Regions from separate parts of the Ovis aries genome. Here region 2 is linked to region 1. A link is a contact called in public Hi-C data. All regions are on one chromosome and are shown on one strand. The core of a region is the stretch at or near the end of the contact, and the rest is flanking DNA. Distances in the headings are between cores, read along the strand shown. Region 1 holds the start of BRWD1 (bromodomain and WD repeat domain containing 1). Region 2 overlaps HMGN1 (high mobility group nucleosome binding domain 1).

The links. Hi-C and Micro-C count contacts between places; a contact is called where the count stands out from the background.
Region 2: a Hi-C map of liver shows a contact between it and region 1, with 1.7 times the contacts expected there. The contact joins the enhancer-like site here to the promoter of BRWD1 in region 1. A contact is called at or near these places in 3 of 16 Hi-C or Micro-C datasets (hypothalamus, liver and muscle).

Annotation. Positions count from the first base shown.
Region 1 is chr1:260,110,147-260,116,693 of ARS-UI_Ramb_v3.0, forward strand. It overlaps BRWD1 (bromodomain and WD repeat domain containing 1), which reads right to left and starts at 2,622. Exons shown (of 42, transcript XM_027960640.3): 1 at 2,447-2,622; 2 at 2,277-2,335; 3 at 2,107-2,136; 4 at 1,889-1,948. The coding sequence starts at 2,495.
Region 2 is chr1:260,149,622-260,156,168 of ARS-UI_Ramb_v3.0, forward strand. It overlaps HMGN1 (high mobility group nucleosome binding domain 1), which reads right to left. Exons shown (of 8, transcript XM_027963980.2): 3 at 2,814-3,238; 4 at 2,447-2,479; 5 at 2,332-2,361; 6 at 2,199-2,249. Among named protein-coding and RNA genes, the nearest start is that of HMGN1, 8.5 kb to the right of the region's middle. Within about 2 kb of position 3,265, at least 47 of the 54 cell types and tissues checked have an H3K27ac peak or open chromatin away from gene starts, as enhancers often do. A contact at or near this core is called in hypothalamus, liver and muscle, where this site is marked.

The DNA of each region.
Region 1 (6,547 bases), core at 1,372-3,871:
AAACAACTTTATCCTCAGTAACATAGCTGCACGTCTTATCAATAATGCTTTGCTGGGGAGAGGCGATGGGAGAGGGTTAGATTGGAAGTTTGGGGTTAGCAGATGCAAACTGGTACATACAGAATGGATAAACAAGGTCCTACTGTACAGCACAGGGAACTATCTATATTCTGCAAGAAGCCATAATGGACAAGAATATGAAAAGGAATGTATATATGTGTGTAACCGAGTCACTCTACTGTACAGCAGTAATTAACACTGCAATTCAACAAAAAAAAATTTTTCAAAAATTATGTTTTTCTGCTGAACAGACACACTGTTTGCACCTAGTAACAGGAGCAAAACATCCTTTAAATATTCCCTTAAGGTTCAAGATGCCAAACTCAAGAAAACATTAAAAACTCTGCCATGATGAAGAATTTTACAACTCCCTTTCTTGAAAATACTTTAAGAGTTTGCTTCAAAAAACTCTAGGAAGGGAAATATTAAAACTGGCAATTAAAATAGAATCTTTTGTTACATTCACCCAGCTTTAAGTATCAACACTTAACTGTTCAGTATCTATCAAGCATAAAGACTCACAAACACGGAGAACAGACTTGTGGTTGCCAAAGAGGAGGTGGAAGTAGGGGAAGGACAGACCAGGAATTTGGGATTCACAGACGCAAACTGATTTATCTAGGATGGATAAACAACAAGGTACTTCTGTACAGCACAGGGAACTATAATTAATATCCTATGACAAAGCGTAATGGAAAAGAATATGAAAATGTACATATGTGTAACAATCACTTTGCTGTACAGCAGAAATTATCACAACACTGTAAATTATGTTGTAAATTAACTATACTTCAACAAAGGTTTAAAAAAAACTTTTCATATATAGATAACAAATCCTTCTATTTCTGTTCTTTTATATAATTTAAGAATGGTGATGTTATTCTATATTAACGCCTACTTCTACTTGCAGTTGTTAGAACTGCGGTAAAAGATCACTCAGCTCTTTTTCTCTCAGCTGTTTTGCACGTACAAGACGCTGAATATGCAACTAAAGAAAATCCTTTGTCCTAACACAAGTCAGAAAAAAATTTTCCTGAGAAATACTTAATTTCATTAAGGACTAAAAAGTGGCTCAAACCAAATCATATACTGTGAGAGCAACTAAAAAAGATGACAAAGTACAATGAAAAGAGAACTGTAATCCATGTTACTGGTGCTCCAGCAAGAGAAGCTGCATCGTTAGGGCCTACATTCAGTTATACACAGCAAAGAGCAATATTAAAAATTCATAAAAGTAAGTTTCCTGAGGCACTCAACAAGTGTAGCACAGTTTAGAGAGGCAAAAGTACTGGAGGAGTGGCAGAGTCTCACAGCAGCAAGATTTTTATTACTCTGCTGAGGGAAAAAGAAAGAAAAATGTTCCGAGAGAGGAACCTCTCTCCACCTTTGAGACGCTTCTATTCCTAGGAACAAGTGGTTGGAGGATCTGGGAGGGGCAAATGGAGGAAGACCAATCAGAGGTCGAGTTACAAGTCCGGATCCGAAGAAACACAGATGAGAGCAGCTCGCTGACTGGGTGGCGCGCCCCCGGCTCTCACCAGACTCACCGCACCTGGGGACCCACCCGGCCACAAACCGCGGAACAGGGTCGCCCCCACCTACCCCCGCCGCCCCCGGGGCCGTTTCCTGCCCAAACCAACCAGCCACCCCAAAACAAAACAAAACCTACGGGGGGAAGTACCGCCGTCCCCTTGGCTCCCCGGCCGCCTGCCCGCCCCCTCCGAGCGCCGCTCTGTCACTTCGTCCCTCCAGCCGGAGCCCCGAAAAGGGGGCGGGGAGGGGGGGCGGGCGCTGGGAAACATCGGGATGGAAATGTCAAAAGTCTCACCAATTCCTCGTAGCTCCTGTTGTGCTCGTTGCCCTCCCAGTCCAACCTCTTCGGCAGCAACTGCAAAGACCCGAGACGCACACGACTGACCACCGCGCAGGGCAGGAGGGGTGTGGGGGCGGGGGGCGGCGGGGCAGGGGCGGGGGCGCCGGGGAGCCGGACGAGCGGCCCCCGGGCAGGGCCGGCGGGGGACGCGGAGAAAGCCGCCAAGCACAGACCTGATACTGCTCCAGCTCCTGCACCAACACCTGCAGCCGAAGAGACAGACGCGCAGTTAGGAGGGCGGGGGCCGCACCCCGGTCCACCCGACGCCCTCCTCCCGCGACCCCGGGCCGCGGCGGGGCCGGGGCTCCCGGAGCGCGGCCACCGCCCGCGGGCCCGCACTCACCTGGGCGGCTCTCCGACATGGGCCGGCCGATAGGTACCGGGCGATGAGGAAGTACAGCTCTGCGGAGAAACGGGGAGACCAGTCAGGAGACGGGGAGACCGCGGCGGAGGAGAGGGGGCCGGGGCCCGGGCGGGGGCGCCGGGAGAGGGCGCGGGCGCTGCGCGTCTTACCCGACTCGATGAGAGGCACCGGGCGTCGGGCGGGCGAGGGCTCCGCCATGGCCGGGCGGGAGCTGGGGCGGGAGCGGGCGAGCAAAGCGTGTAGGCCGCGCCGAGGCCTGACCGGGCCGGCGTCCCTCTACCTCAGGCGCGCCTCCGCCGCCATGCCGTGCGCGCCGCCAGTGCTGACGCCTCCGCGAAGTAGTGCCCCCGCGGGAGAAAAAGTAGTTCCTCTGTGGGAGCCGCCTGCGACGAGGGACGAACGACGTTTGGGCCCCGCCCGGAAGAGTGAGCCTGCCTTCTTCTCTACCTCAGGGGATGCAGAGAGGAGGCTGTATGAGCCAGGAGTCGGGCCCCGGGGAGGTGGCGGGTGGGGGAGGGGAGCGCGCGTGGCTGGGATCCCTGCGCGCGGTGAAGCGGCGGCCGGCCATTGTGAGGCGGCGGCCGGGCTGCGCGGCTGGGCTGGCGCCGGGGGCGGAGGTCGGGCGGGGGCAGCGCCGGGGGCTAGGGTGGGGGTGGGGACAGGTTCCCGCTTTTCCAGCCAGAACTGAGACGCGGGGCCGCGGGGGCCCAGGAGGCGCGGCGGAGTCTCCGGCTTCGGGCTGTCAGAAGAACATCACGGTCAACGGGGGCCAGTGCGTTTGCCCCCCACGAAAGAACGCTGGCTTTGAGGACGCGAAACCCTTAAAACTGAAAATCATGCCAGCTGCAAAGAGTAGAACGCTGGCCCGAGAAGCTTTGCCTGGAGACGGGAGGAGGAATGCGGGGAAGTCATAGGATGGGAGAGCCGGGGGCGGGGAAGGGGGGCGGCCTCGGACACTAACCCTCTGCGGTTCGGAGGGTACTGCAAACGTTACGGAGAGTCCACGTTGCTGAGTGCAGTAGGAAGAAGATAGAATCGTGAGACCCCCCGCCGCAGTCCTGGGGAAACCCAGAAGGGTGAAAGAAAACGCACTACATGGCAGAGGATGTCGACCTGGCTAATTGGGGAAGGCAGTCCAGGCCGGCGATGACTTAGCCGGATAGGAAGCGAGATGGGAGGAAACGGGCCATAGAAACGCAGCGGCCCACTCCCTTAGACGACACCTGGGGGAGGGGGAAGCCCTGCGTACTTAGGCTACTCTTGGAAGGCAGTAGTAGGGTTTGAGCCTGGGGCAGCGGACGAGGATCCGGAAAATTTCCTTCAGGCTGTTCTAGGCTGCGGATTCATTGACTCTGCGTAGCCAAGGCCCTGTTCTGAGCCCTAAAGAAGAACAGCAGGAAGCAAAACACTGCCCTCAAGGAGTTGTTTATTCTGCAGTCGCTCAGTCGTGTCCGACTCTGCGACTTTATGGACTGCAGCAAACCAGACTCCCCTGTCCTTTGCTGTCTTCTGGAGTTTGCTCAGATTCATGCCCAGTGAGTCCGTGATGTTACCTAACCATCAAGAGTGGACACTGAAAATTCCAGTTCCTACTGCAGTAGAGTGACCTTCACAGCATAGAGGTTAGGATAGTGGTTTAGATCAGACCCTGGAGTGGGATTAACCCTGGTCCTTGCGGGGCTATTCAGTGTGTGACTTTAAGTAAATCACAACCTCCGAGGCCAGTTTTCTTCACAAGTAAACTGCAAGTATTTGTTCCTACTTTATAGGGTTGTGAGGATATAACGGGTTAACCTGTGTTCTTAGCATGTAGCAGGCACCATAGACGTGCCAGCCTTTATTCACACCACGTGGCAAAAGCTTTTGTACATGTTTGTGAGGGAATAGTCCCAACGTGTTTGAGCAAGTGCGTCTTGTATCTGTTGGTTCAGCAAACACTATGAAATGATGGGCATAAAGATGAAGGAATACGCTACAGCTTGGCCATCCCAGATTTCAGTGTCTGTTAGGAGAAAGGGTGCAAAGAATGACTGAGATTTAGGGCAGGGATAGAAGGGAGGTTAACCCACCTGTGGGAGGGGGAGAAAAGTGAAAGTGTTAGTCACTCAATCGTGTCCGACTCTATGACCCCACAGACTGTAACCCACTAGGCTCCTCTGCCCTTGGAATTCTCCAGGCAAGAATACTGGGGTGGGTTGCCATTCCCTTATCCACAGGATCTTCCCAACCCAGGGATTGATCCCAGCTCTCCTGCAGTGTACCCAGATTCTTTACCCTCTGAGCCACCAGGAGGGGGAAATTTTAGAAGAGTTTTAGTGTGGAAAGGGCCAAAATGTAAATAACATTCCAAGTTTAGGAACTCAAGTTTAGTAAGACTGCTTGGAGTGAGTTTGGAGGTGGGATGGGACTCATTAAATCAAACTTAAAATCAGGGGAGGGGGAGTTGAAACTGGGAGCAAGTAAAGGGTTCTTTTTTTTTTTTTTTTTCCAAGTAAAGGGTTCTAAACGAGATAGGATTCTTTTTCATCTAGAATAGATTTGAGAGTGTTAACACAGGAAACCATTTAGACCCCTAAAATAGGGAACAATTGAAGTGCAGTCATTAAAAGGATAGAAAGAGATGGCTTCAGAAATACCTAAGGGGTTCAGTCATAAGATGAGGTTGAAGTGGAATGAGAGGAAATGTCATAAAAATCTCAAGTTTGAGGCTTAGTAGGGTCAAGATTGTGCCACCAACTGAGATATGGCACACAGGCGGTAGCTAAATTGTTAAAATGGATAACTACTCAGAAAGTGAAAGTGAAGTGAAATCGCTCGGTTGTGTCCGACTCTTTGCGACCCATGGACTGTAGCCCACCAAGTTCCTCCATCCATGGGATTCTCCAGGCAAGAATACTGAAGTGGGTTGCCATTTCCTTCTCAGACAGTGTGATTATTTGAAGTTACAGTGCATATATCCCTGTAGCACAGTATGCTCTGATGCTCCAAGATAACCAAAGTTAGCAAATAACAGAAACATGGAGAGAGAATCTCACCTTTCAGAGATGGCCAGGCAGTTGTGTATTTTATTTTGTAGCAGTCTCATAAAAGATAGCCCCCAAAACATGTTACAAGAATTTATATCCAGAACACTGGTCACTGTCCAAAACTGCAGTTCTGGAGTAGGTAACTTGGTAACCGTTAATAAGAGGTCAGAAGAGATGGCAGGAGTTTGCCTTTGCACAAGCCCTACTGGTTCCTTTACAACTCACTCTGACATCTGTGACAAACACCATTCCTAGATTTGAAGTAGAAACGCAAAATTGCTGACAGGAGGCAAAATATCTTCTCCCCTCCAGCTCTCAAGTGACAGAGACCCAGATTTGACTCCCATTTATGCCAGTGAAGTGGAGGAAAGGGGGAAGTACTGTCCATCAGCAACTCCATAGCAGGGACTGCTGGAAATGGTCTCCAAACAAGGCACGATTCATGTCTGTCTCACACAACTGAATCCACACCACTCCAAATGTACACACTAAGGTTTGTTTTGGGGGTAATGGAAAGAACTTCTGAATCTCAAAGTAGTTGAAGGAAAGCAATTATTGAAGAAGTGCTTGATAAGCAAGGGTTGGAAGATCTCAATGGCTGGTGACATCAGCTGTAATGCTGTCACCCATCTCCACTAAAAGGAAACTACTACATTTTAGTCCTTGGATGTTTCAGTCCTGAATAAGCATCACTGATCTCCACAAAGATCAGGTGCTACTAGTACTGTCACTTCACAGTGACCTCAGCCAAGAAAACCGAGGCCCAGAGACACTGAGGAGGGCCCAAGGGCACATAGCTGCAAGCCTGGTAGGACAGTACTACCTTAGACAAAGCACAGGCCCCTGGAAGATGCTTTCTACCCTGGCCGCATTGCATGAAGGAGGAAGCCAGGGCCAGAGAGTTTGGATAAAAGCACACAGCTAGTAGGTAAGAGCTGAAACTTGAAAATTAATAATGTGTGTCTGATCTCACCACAGACAAGTCTGAGCCAGACTCTATTATTCTGGATTTAAGGATGAGGAAACCGAGGCTTAGAAAGTTTAAGAATTTGCCTAAAGGGGCTTCCCTAGTGATCCAGTAGTTAAGACCCTGGGCCACCAATGCAGGGGGCGTGGATTTGATCCCTAGTTGGGGGATGAGGGGTACTAAGATCCCAGATGCCATGTGGTATGGCAAAAAGATTAAAAGAACTTTAAAAAGAAAGAACACATTTGTCTTAAAAA
Region 2 (6,547 bases), core at 2,015-4,514, 40 kb after region 1:
ACTTTAATGCTAAGGGAGCAGGGGATCAGTGGAATGGATTCTGTGCCAATAGTGGCATTCCATACAAGACAGCAAGTCAACCACTAGCAACTGAGTATCTTTAGAATAAACAATAAATTATCTAATAACAAGCATATTTGGGGCAACACTGCTACATACAGACACACCATGAAGTGTCACAATACTTTCTGCATTTAAAAATAATTCTTTAACAATCTGATTGCTTTAGATTTCTCATTAATTTCATAACTGCTATCAGAGCAACATAAAAATATAAAACCTTAAATGGATAACAGCCTAGACTGAGATATCACTTTTAACTACTAACAGCTGGAAATCAAGATGAAACAAAATAAATCTACATGTCTGTAGCATGGTAATCAATACACCAAAAGCTTTACCTTCTGTTTAAGGCTTTAAAGTGGATCAATCATGAAGACCAGTATTATTAAAATTAAAGAGAAAAAAAAACTTCTCCCTTTTCCCATCACTTTTCCTTTTGGAAACTGAGCGGACAGGTTTGTTTCTCAAGGAACATGTGAAAACTTACCTGTTGGCCTCTGAAAGGGAAGAAGAGAAACGTTAATTACACCCGATGGCCCCAAATGCCAACTGATAGTAAAATTTGACTTTTTTCTTTCTGGCCAGACTGTGCACCGTGTGGAATTTCAGTTCCTTGACCAGGGATCGATCTGGGGTCCCCTGCATGGGGAACTCAAGAGTCTTAAACTTACCACTGGGGAAGTCCCTGAACTGTTTTCATTAAAAATAAATAAATAAATAAAACCCCAAACTTTTAGGACAGATCAAAACAGAGACAGGTAAATAAAAAAGATGTAAGAGAAAACAGGCATAGCATTTTAGCCAATTGGTTTATTGAAAAAGTAAATAATAAAAGACGAGTAGTAATAGTATACTTTACAAGTGGATATTTTCCAACAAGATCTACTATTTTCCCTGCATTCATGAAGTTTCCCTTTACTGATTTTTCGTATGGAATTCATTTTCAGGTCTGAGAAATTCCAAGTTGGCCTACTACACCTATACCTTCTTTAAATCCACTTTAAAAAGATCACAAAACAACTTTCTACTGGAAAAACGCTGTAATTTTTACACTCAGCTCTGTACAATGTTTAAAGACAAAGGAAAATTTTTTGGTATTATTCAGTATTTAGCTTTCACCTATACTCTTAGGAAAGGGGAGATAACAATGAAGACTGAGGGGAGAAGAGGCTTCTAATAGCAAACTTTCACCTATGTTTTGAGTTAACAGAAATTAATCACACCACGAATCTCCCCTGAAGAACAAAGAAGAGCTTTAGAGGGTGGTATCAATGCTAGATCCAAAGAGTCACAAATGATGTACACGTTATTTTGCTGTTCCAACTTAGATTTTCAAAATACAAATATCCAACAACTACCCAATCACCCTCCGTGTGAATAAAGCAATCAGGAATCTATTTCAGCGCAACATTATTTACGATCATCTCAAAGAATGTCAGGATAAAACAATTTAGAGAACTTTCATAAACTATACAAAATAATCTTAGAAAAGGAATGTTCTCAGAACATAATTTTTGATCTCCCCCTGCACATAAGATATAATCCCCTACATTGCTTTGCGAATCTCACATGCAAAAACTTAAAACAGTCCACATCTCCTGACCTCAGTCCTAGCTTTTCTTACTCAGAATAGGAAGGCCAAACATGCAACAGAGAACCACCAAAAGGGAACCATTAACCATAACATACACAACACAAAGAATTTATTACCCTGGTGAGTGAAAGTTATTCTTCAATATTTTCAGTCGTCTTAAATTTCCCAAATTCTGGAGCAGCACTAATGTGATACGTTATACTCCCATCAGCCAGAATGATGACTACATTCACTGAATTTTACTCATACTAAAAAAGGCAGCTGGTGATGGACAGGGAAGACTGGCATGCTGCAGTCCATGGGGTCGCAAAGAGTCGGACGCCACTGAGCTGAAAAAAGGCACTGTTTACTGAAGTTATTATAACATAAAACTAAAGTGGTAAATAAAATAACCCTCCGACCACTTTTCAGCAGACTGTGACACTAAACTGTGGTTGATTTGCAGTCTCAAAGTTAAGACCTCCGTTGCCAGCAGTAACCGTTAGAGACCTGCAACAATTCAAAGACACCATGATCTCTAAAGGCTGAGTCTGAAACCTACCTTTCCCGCCGCCTTTTTTGGCTTCGTTTCCACTTTCGCAGGAGCCGGTTTCTGAAAGACAAAGGTAACACTGAGCTTCTTCCCTAGGTTCGAACCCACGGAAAAGAAAGGTTAGGGGGCTCGCTTTACTTACAGCTGACAACCTCGCCGATCTCCTCTTGGGCTTTGGGAGAAAAAAGGAAAATGAGCAAGGAATGCGCGGTGCGGAGCAAACCTAGCCCACCCCCGGGAGCGGAACGTGGTCTTACCTCCTCCTTCGCCGCCCCCTCGGCGGAGCTGACCTGCGGGAGAAAAAAGAGGGCGAGTGGGCACAGCCCGTGAACAAAAGTGCCCGCGCGCCCCGCGCCCGTCTGCGCGCGAGAACAATGCCCGGCCGCGTGACGTCAGCGGATTCCCGCCGCCGCGTTCGAATCTCGCACCCGGCTCCTCGGGCTGCCGAACGTTCCAGAACGCGGCACGGAGGCCGCCGTGCGCTGGCCCTCCCGCCCGTCCGCCGCAAGTCCGGCCGCTTCCCCGGCCCCGCGATGCAGAGGAAGCGGGGGGCTTGGGCCTCACGGGGCTCTGGGCACGGCCGGGCGGCGGAGTGGGCGTGTGCGGGACGCGGCCACTACTCACCTTCCTCTTGGGCATCGTGGCGACGGGGCGGGCGAGAGCCGTGTGCCTGAGGGCCGCGGCGCGCCGAGAGCCTTCGCGAAGCTGAGTAGCCTGACCGCAGCCGCTCCTCCCGCCGCCCGAGCTGCTGGGACCCGCGGCGGGGGTGGTGGGAGAACCGGATGGAACCGGATTGGGAGCCCGCCCCCTCCTCCCCCCGCGTCCCCCGGCCGCGGGCTCCCCCTCCCCGCCGGCCGGGCCGCCCCTCGCCCTCGCCCCCGCCCATTGGCTGCGGGGTCCACCGCTCTGCGGCCCGCACCCCGAATAGGTGAGGCCGGCCGTCACTCGACCACTGCGCCCCGCCCCCGCTCTCGGCGCCCCCACCCGCCCACCGTCTCGCGGGGCCCCAGACCCAGGCGAGGGGGCGGGGCCCCAAAGGCCGCTCTCGCCTCACGGTAGTTTGTTTGAAGCCGAGCCGCAAAGTGCGGTCTGCGCGCTGATTGGCGGACGCCCGCCACGTGGTCTCCGGGTGTGCCCACCCACAACCCTCCGGGCTACCTGGTCGCCAGCCAGCGCCAGGCAAGCCCCGATGTTAGAGTCCCTTCTCTGTAGGGGCAGTTGGGTCGAAAGGTTTATAGGTCACAGAATGGGAAGGGAGAGACAACGGGTTTAACTACGAACCAATTTTCCCCACCTCAGTCCGTAAGAAAAGCTATCTACTAGGTTTACAGTCTTGCTGGCCTGCGGAGAGCAGGTCTTAACGCGCAGGCGCTGGATGGAAGGTCGTGGGAAGGAAAGTCCGCGCGGAGCGCCACTGCGCAGGCGTGGATCTTTGCGACGGCGCTGGATTCCCTACCGGGTTCCCCTGGTCGAGTCTTTTCGTATAGCTTTTTAAAAAAGTCGTCCGTTCTTTGAGGGGCTGGGGGTACTGGCGGTTCGTCTCAGGAGCTCAGTGGGCGTCTGAATGCCGACATCCACCAAGCCGAGAACGCGCAGACCCACTCTCAGATCCCTTGGCCGGCCGATCCTCTCCTGCCCTGAAGTGAAAGGGCAGGAACGCCCACCCAGTTCTTGCTTGTTTTTTAACCACTTCCTGACCCAACTACCTTTCTGAGGTGGGAAAAAGAGCTTCACGCTGGGAGTCAGCTGGGAACCAGTGAGAGCACGTTACCCAGTTTCTTTACTGAATAAGAAAATTTTGCTTGTAAGGACCACTTGAGTTACTGCAGAAGAAGTTTCTAATCAGAACAGTGTTAACTGAAATTCATGGAGAGGAAGAAACAAGACTGAAAACAGACTGAAGGTCCACCACTGAAGAGCTCCAGATAAACTGTGACACTTTCACATAGTGGAATAATGAGCTACTGCGAAAAAGAATGAGGCTGCTCTTTGTAGAAGTGAATTTTCGAAACCACTCAATTCAGTTCAGTTCAGTCGCTCAGTCGTGTCCGACTCTTTGCGACCCCATGAATCGCAGCACGCCAGGCCTCCCTGTCCATCACCAACTACCGGAGTTCACTCAAACTCACGTCCATCAAGTCAGTGATGCCATCCAGCCATCTCATCCTCGGTCGTCCCCTTCTCCTGCCCCCAATCCCTCCCAGCATCAGTCTTTTCCAGTGAGTCAACTCTTTGCATGAGGTGGCCAAAGTACTGGAGTTTCAGCTTTAGCATCATTCCTTCCAAGGAAATCCCAGGGCTGATCTCCTTGCAGTCCAAGGGACTCTCAAGAGTCTTCTCCAACACCACAGTTCAAAAGCGTCAATTCTTCGTCGCTGAGGCTTTCTTCACAGTCCAACTCTCACATCCATACATGACTACTGGAAAAACCATAGCCTTGACTAGACGGACCTCTGATGGCAAAGTAATGCCTGTGCTTTTGAATATGCTATATAGGTTGGTCATAACTTTTCTTCCAAGGATTAAGCATCTTTTAATTTCATGGCTGCAGTCACCATCTGCAGTGATTATGGAGCCCAAAAAATTAAAGTCTGACACGTTTCCACTGTTTCCCCATCTATTTCCCATGAAGTGATGGGACCAGATGTCATGATCTTTGTTTTCTGAATGTTGAGCTTTAAGCCATCTTTTTCACTCTCCTCTTTCACTTTCATCAAGAGGCTTTTTAGTTCCTCTTCACCTTCTGCCATAAGGGTGGTGTCATCTGCATATCTGAGGTTACTGATATTTCTCCTGGCAATCTTGATTCCAGCTTGTGTGTCTTCCAGCCCAGCGTTTCTCATGATGTACTCTGCATAGAAGTTAAATAAGGAGGGTGACAGTATACAGCCTTGATGTACTCCTTTTCCTATTTGGAACCAGTCTACTGTTCCATGTCCAGTTGGAACTGTTGCTTCCTGACCTTCATATAGGTTTCTCAAGAGGCAAGTCAGGTGGTCTGGTATTCCCATCTTTTTCAGAATGTTTCACAGTTTCTTGTGATCCACACAGTCAAAGGCTTTGGCATAGTCAATAAAGCAGAAATAGATGTTTTTCTGGAACTCTCTTGCTTTTTCGATGATCCAGTGGATGTTGGCAATTTGATCTCTGGTTCCTCTGCCTTTTCTAAAACCGGCTCAAAACCACTAGTCAGACTCTAACTCCTGATCAATAACTACTGCCTTTCCATCTCATTCAAGAAAGTCTTGGACTGCCCTTGCGGTCCAGTGGTTAAGACTCTGGGATTCCACTGCAGGGCTTGTGGGTTTGATTCTTGGACTGGAAACTAAGGGGCTTCCCAAATGGTGCAGCGGTAAAGAATCATGCTTGCCACTTCAGGAGGTGGGGATTTCTTCCCTGAGTGGGGAAGAGGAAATGGCAACCCAGCCCAGTATTCTTGACTGGAGAATCCCATGGACAGAGGAGCCTGGTGAGCTATAGCCTATAGGGTCCCAAAGAGGTGGATGCCACTGAGCACACATGCATGCACTGGGAACTAACATTCCTAGATGCCTCCTGGCTTGGCCAAAAAAAAATAGTCTTACATTCTCAGAGTGGCTTATATGGTCCTCTGCCAATAGGCCCACTTCAAAAGGTTTTTCCCCTTGGTTCTCATTTCCAGTCTCAAGTAGGCTGGGCGTCACTGCTTCAGGCCTTGTCACCTGCTGTTCCCTCTGCCTGGAATGCTTCCTGCGCTGCCTAGGACCATCTCTTTCTCACCTCCTGTCGGTCTTTCCACAAATGTGACTGTCTCATTGAGACCATTCCTGACCTGTCAGTTTAGGATTGCACCTCCCAATCTCCAGTTCTTGCCACATCTGTTGACTAACTAGTTGCTGCTGCTAAGTCACTTCAGTTGTGTCTGACTCTCTGCGACCCCATAGATGGCAGCCCACCAGGCTCCCCCGTCCCTGTGATTCTCCAGGCAAGAACACTGGGTATGCTGAGTATAAAGTTACATGTTCATTGTATATTTCAGCAAGAAGCCCAGAGAGGTGGTGCGATTGGTTGCCTGTGAGAACAATTGAGGGAGTAGGGGAAAATGAAAATTTACCCTTTTCTTCTTTTGGACAAGAACCCTAATTTTTTCTTTTATTCTTGAGATTTATTCTGGAAATCCTGTCCCTCTTTAATGTAATCTCCCCCTTTTCAGTTCCTTCCACGTCACCTTGCAGTATTTTTTTTATGATTGATCACATTCCATAATTGCTTTATGTGTTTAGTTATTTGCTGCCTGTCTCCCTCACAAGAGTGGGAGTTCTGTAAGGGTAGGAACCCTGTTAATTGTCAGAGCACTTCGTCCCCAGAACCTTAGATGT